Regions from separate parts of the Pan troglodytes genome. Here region 1 is linked to region 2. The links are chromatin contacts, called in public capture Hi-C maps. All regions are on one chromosome and are shown on one strand. The core of a region is the stretch at or near the end of the contact, and the rest is flanking DNA. Distances in the headings are between cores, read along the strand shown. Region 1 overlaps ADGRD1 (adhesion G protein-coupled receptor D1). Region 2 has its middle 24 kb from the start of ADGRD1.

Region 1 (2,973 bases), core at 3-2,502, 200 kb after region 2:
ATCCTGGAACTGGACTCCTTGCTGACTCTGTACACGGCCTCAGAATTTTTCAGACACAAAGGAGAAGGCTAACCCTCACCCTAACCCCGCAGCCAGAGGACACTAGGGGGTTCTTCCCCATGCTGCGCCTGCCTCGCCAGCCTCCTACTGAGGGAGCCGCCCAGGTGAGGGGCAGGTTGTGCTGAAGCCTCTGCCAGGGCCCCTCAGTGCCCCGCCCAGCCCCATAGGTCCCAACAGGAGCCTTCCAGCAGTTTCCCAGCAAGGAGGGGTGCTGGCAGGAGATGATGCCCCTCTGCCACAGCTTCTGTGGCTCACGCAGCCGCAGGCCTGGGCCGGGGCGGGAGATGAGAGCCAGCCGCTGTGCCGGGGCCTGGCACATTGAGCAGTCGTTTGCACAGTGGGCACTATCCTTCTCATCACCTGGGGCACTGAGGCTCCGAGGATCTGGGTGAGTTGCCCAGGGTCACACTAACGAAGCAATGCTAAGATAAGGTCTGGCCCAGGCTCCTGCCCTCATGCCCGGATGTGTTCCTGGGACTAGAACTCGTCTCTGCTGTCTTCTCAGTGCAGGAGCTCTCGGAGGCAAGCTTGCATGTTGTGTGTGTTGGTAAAAGCCCACGGAACAGGGTGAGATTTGTCCCAGTGACGCCCCTGTGTCCCAGGAGCCCTGGCTGGGCAGGGGTAGCCTGTGGTGAGGGCAGTGGCCAGGCGGATGCAGCTCTCCTGCAGGTGCAGCCCAGGCCCCCCTCACCTTCCTCCATGGCTTCTTGTGCAGGTCAACATTGGCATCCTCATCGCTGTGACCAGAGTCATCTCACAGATCAGCGCCGACAACTACAAGATCCATGGAGACCCCAGTGCCTTCAAGTAAGTTGACCTCAGGCTGCCAGCAGTGCCACGGCCCTTCTGCCCCCAGAGGACTGCTTTGAGGTCACAGGAGAGATAGCCACTCCTGCCTCTTGTGGCCGGCACCAAAGTCCTCCACTTGCTCCGTGTCCCTGCCATCTCGGGGCAGCTCTGGTTTCACACCCTCGCTTGGCTCTCGTGACCCGGGACAGGGCCTTTACCCAGCCCCAGAGCTCCCATGTGTAGAAGAACGGAGTCTACGGAGTTCTCCTAGGGATTTCTTCACCCCAGGGTGATGAGCAGCTGGGGGGTGGCAACGGGGAAGATTCTAGAGCCAGAAAGCCCCTGCCAGTCCCACGTCTGCCCTGGCCATCTGCTGGGCTCAGTGAGCTTAGCCCCTCGGCACCTCGCCTTCCTCACGTGCAGAACGGGATGATAACAGGTTCCCCCTCAGCTGGCACATCAGGGAAGGTGCAAGGGAGAGCAGTGTCCTGGCGTGCTCTGGGCTGCCCCGCCTGGAAAAGGGGCGGGGTCTCTGGGAGGGATTCCAGCCACACAACTCACTGCGATCGGGGGTGTCCTGACCTGCATCTCTTACGGCCCAGCCGATTGCAGGTGACAGAAATCCCAGCATGCACTGGCCTAAGCAGAAGGGGGACTCACTGACGCAGCTGACTGTAAAGTCCAGAGCTCAGAAGTCCTGGCGTTGCAGGAATTCTTTGGCAGTTGCAGCACGGGGGCCCAGCTCGCCTTCGCATCCTTAGTGTTGGCTTCAGGCTGAGGTCGACTCTGCCCCCTGGTGGCAGAATGGCTGCGGCAGGGGTTCAGGCCCAAGGGGGAGTCCCCGTCCCACCTGCTGAGACAGAGGCCTGCGCCTGGAGGACCATGGGGACTCAGGCTGGACCTGTGCCCTCCCTGAGCCAGACCCTGTAGAGGGGGATTCACTCATATGACCGTGTGACTGTTCAGTCAGCACCCCCAAACCACAGGGCTGAAAGCTGGGGAGGCGGTCCCTCGCAGGGAATTCGGGGGCTTTGTGAAAAGCAGGGCGTGGGTACCAGGCAGCTGACATTCTGTAATGTTACTTCAGCCACCGCGTATCTGTTCTGATGTGAAAGCAAAAGTGGCAAATATGTCAGCAGCGAATCTATGAGAGAATTAGTCTGTAATGAATTCCAAACACCATAAATTAACTTGACAAGAGGCTGCAGCCTCCTTGGGCTGTTCAGCTCCTGGAAACCTTCAAGGGTTGTGCCCCGTGCGAGAAGAGATGCTCGTGGGGTCAGAGATCACGTCCTTTCCTCTTCCATTGCTGCGACCAGGATGGTCTCCTGGACCTCTCATGGCCTGGCTGGGGAGGGACCTGTCCCTTCCTCACCCCAGCCCTCAGCTCCCCAGGCCCTCACCTCAGCGTTCAGGGTCAGCCAGTCTGTTGCCAGCTTGTCTCCAGCAAAAGCTCACACTCCCCTGTCTGAGCCCCATGAGGCCACTACTTCCACTGTCACCAGAACACCCCTGTGCACCTGCCCCTCACCTGTGCACCGCCTTCCATCTCTACCCCACTGCCCCCCATCCTCCCATCAGTGCCCACCCAGGAAGCAGCTTCTGTCCACTGCCTTTGCTTCTCCATGGCAATGTCCTCCAAGCGACAGGCTGGCACTGTGTCTGCAGCTCTTGTGAAGGCTCGAGGTAGCGTGCCCCGGGAGAGCATGCCCAGGTCTTTGCAGGGCACAGCTGAAGGCATTGCCCATCCTTCCCACCTGAGTCTGCACCTGGCAGCCCAGGGATGCGTCCCTCCCAGGGAGGTGCAGGCAGGCGTCTCTGGGGACAGACCACTCTGGGTCCCTCTCCATTGTGCAACCCAGCACATTTCCCAATGCCTTCAGCTCCTCTCCTTTGGGCGGCCAGGTCTACCCCTCAGGGATATTTCCTCACAATACAATCTTCTTAGTGTGGATTGTGTAACACTTGACTCCCAGGGCTGACGAAGCACAGCCAGGGAGCAGGCGCCAGGCAGGAAGAGGCAGTCACTGCATCGTGAGGAAGCTTCCCCAGCACCTTCCTATTCTTCATCCTCTGGTTTTACTCTAGTGATTTTCTTAGTGCCAAGCAGCCCAGTACTCAGTG
Region 2 (2,982 bases), core at 258-2,757:
CTACTCAGGAGGCTGAGGTGGGAGGATCATTTGATCCTGAGAGGTTGAGGCTGCAGTGAGCCATGATTGCATTATTGCACTCCAGCCTGGGAAACAGAGCAAGACCTTGTCTGAAAAACAAAAACAACAGAAAAAAGAATAGTTTATACCATTATAGGAATAATGTGACAAAGAACCAGAGAAGGAATGAGGGCCAGGCATAGTGGCTCACGCCTGTAATCCCAACACTTTGGGAGGCCAAGGTGGTGGATCACCTGAGGTCAGGAGTTTGAGACCAGCCTGGCCAACGTGGCAAAACCCTGTCTGTACTCAAAATACAAACATTAGCGGGGGTGGTGGTGCATGCCTATAATCCCAGCTACTCAGGAGGCTGAGGCATGATAATTGCTTGAACCCGGGAGGCGGAAGTTGCACTGAGCCAAGATCACACCACTGCACTCCAGCCTGGGCGACATAGTGAGACTCTGTCTCCAAAAAAAAAAAGCAGTGAGGCACACAAGCGACACCCCTGCAGTCACTGCATTTCTACTAAAAATGGTAATTAATGAGTTTAAAGTGACATGCAGGAGGTTATGCTCTGGATCAGGGTTCAGGAAAGATGATACTTGGTAATTGCCTAAATAGCATATTTTCCCTCAGTGATGTGGAACCACATGCTGTTGGTAAATGGGAGGCAAACAAATGAGCTCAGGAAATAAACATTTTCAATTTCCCAAATTCCTCACATTCTGAGTTACAGAATTTTTTTAAAGTGTGGTTTATAGACATCCAAAATTTAGGGTCAAGGAAATAAATAAAATCATTGAGACACAGAAATCATTATTCATCCCTTCACATATGTTTTCTGTTGTCCCTCTCCCCCTGAGGCTGGGAGGCTGCAACTTCGAGAGTGAGGTTGAACGCTGGGATGCTGGGACACACACTTACACTCTTCCTGCTCCCCTCCTTGTCCCCTGTACCCTGAGCCATAGATGTACCAGGAGAGCCTCTGGTTCTGCAAACCGTGCTCCCCTAAACCCAAAATCCCCAACCGCAAAGTCATCTCCATTATGGCATCTCTCTTATTCCCCTTCTAATGAGAGAAGTCTCAGACTCATTAAACAGCCAATAGCTTTTGCCACTTTATTTTAGAACAGCACGATGTGAGATAACCCAGCTCCTCTGGAGTTTCCGTGGGTTGTAAGTCTTTTTGGGAAATGAGGCCAACTAGAAATGCAATCTAACACCTGGGAAGTTTATGAAACCATTTTCTTCCAGATTTACTAAATATTTTAGCACCAGAGATGGCACAGGGATCTCTTAGCTATGTTATCAACTAACCTCCGAGTAAAATGAAACTATAGATTAAAGTGAAAGATAAAAACATCAACCCTGATGAACTTTCTGCCAGCCAGGGAGAGTCTCGTAAGTTCATTCCCCTCCTTTTTATCATAACTGTAGTCAAAAGTGACATTTGATCTATTGCCTTCCATGTGGCATCATGAAAGGACAGAGCGTGGCTGGGGTTTCAGGGCTCTGAGGTACATCTGGGGTCTAGCTGTGCTCTAGGGACTCAGCAGGTGCCTTTCATTCTGGAAAGATGAATGACAGCTGAGGACAGAAGAGAAACTGACGGAGAAACCGACAGGGTGCTGCTACTTCCTTGTTTTTTAAGAAATGATTTTTAAGGAATTAACGGCACTAATGGCCGCCTCCTTTTCTGTTCTATTCCAGCTCAATTGGCCAACGAGACACATTCCAAGGACACTTAGCAAAACACCACATCGAAAACAAATAAGTATGGGTGAGCCCTGGAGAAAAGATACAAAGGCAACCTCTAAGGGGCATGAAGGGCTCTTTTGTTTGCAGCTCGGGGGGCGGGAGGCAGGGAGGTTGTCACCACTGAAGTGGACGTAAACACACGTCAGATGCAAGCCCAGATGTGGGTGTCACCAACCCCTTTCAATGACAAGCCCCACAGTAGACGAGGACGTTTTTGGTTGTGCAAGCGGCTTCTGAAGTGGTTCCTGTGGGCACTGCGGGAATTCTCCAGAGCCCCACAGTCCCCGATGTGGGATAGACCAGAGAGCTGGGGAACGGGAGGCCGCCTGAGATGGAGGATCCAGGCCCCTCGTGGCGTCCCCACGTCAGATCCCGGGGGTCAAGCCTGTCCCCAGGATGACTCCCCAGGTTTTGGCCTGATCGCTGCACCCATGAGGCTCCCGGTGTCCGGGCGCTCCTCAGGGCCCCGACACGGAGGCAGGCAGCAGGTGCCTGTCGAGACCCACACGGACCCGGGCGGGCAGGACCTCGGATGCTGATTCCCTGTGGGTCGCAGCAGGTGCCTGTCGAGACCCACACGGACCCGGGCGGGCAGGACCTCGGATGCTGATTCCCTGTGGGTCGCAGCAGGTGCCTGTCGAGACCCACACGGACCCGGGCGGGCAGGACCTCGGATGCTGATTCCCTGTGGGTCGCAGCAGGTGCCTGTCGAGACCCACACGGACCCGGGCGGGCAGGACCTCGGATGCTGATTCCCTGTGGGTCGCAGCAGGTGCCTGTCGAGACCCACACGGACCCGGGCGGGCAGGACCTCGGATGCTGATTCCCTGTGGGTCGCAGCAGGTGCCTGTCGAGACCCACACGGACCCGGGCGGGCAGGACCTCGGATGCTGATTCCCTGTGGGTCGCAGCAGGTGCCTGTCGAGACCCACACGGACCCGGGCGGGCAGGACCTCGGATGCTGATTCCCTGTGGGTCGCAGCAGGTGCCTGTCGAGACCCACACGGACCCGGGCGGGCAGGACCTCGGATGCTGATTCCCTGTGGGTCGCAGCAGGTGCCTGTCGAGACCCACACGGACCCGGGCGGGCAGGACCTCGGATGCTGATTCCCTGTGGGTCGCAGCAGGTGCCTGTCGAGACCCACACGGACCCGGGCGGGCAGGACCTCGGATGCTGATTCCCTGTGGGTCGCAGCAGGTGCCTGTCGAGACCCACACGGA

The links. Capture Hi-C pulls out chosen DNA fragments and counts their contacts.
Region 1: a capture Hi-C map of stem cell-derived neural stem cells shows a contact between it and region 2, with 4 times the contacts expected there. The contact joins two enhancer-like sites. A contact is called at or near these places in 2 of 7 Hi-C or Micro-C datasets (a lymphoblastoid cell line and stem cell-derived neural progenitor cells) and 1 of 1 other capture datasets (stem cell-derived neural stem cells).

The regions. Positions count from the first base shown.
Region 1 is chr10:137,952,004-137,954,976 of NHGRI_mPanTro3-v2.0_pri, forward strand. It overlaps ADGRD1 (adhesion G protein-coupled receptor D1), which reads left to right. Exons shown (of 25, transcript XM_024348159.3): 21 at 776-867. Among named protein-coding and RNA genes, the nearest start is that of ADGRD1, 180 kb to the left of the region's middle. Within about 2 kb of position 1,253, at least 6 of the 24 cell types and tissues checked have an H3K27ac peak or open chromatin away from gene starts, as enhancers often do. A contact at or near this core is called in stem cell-derived neural stem cells, where this site is marked.
Region 2 is chr10:137,747,949-137,750,930 of NHGRI_mPanTro3-v2.0_pri, forward strand. No RefSeq gene overlaps it. Among named protein-coding and RNA genes, the nearest start is that of ADGRD1, 24 kb to the right of the region's middle. Within about 2 kb of position 1,508, at least 6 of the 24 cell types and tissues checked have an H3K27ac peak or open chromatin away from gene starts, as enhancers often do. A contact at or near this core is called in stem cell-derived neural stem cells, where this site is marked.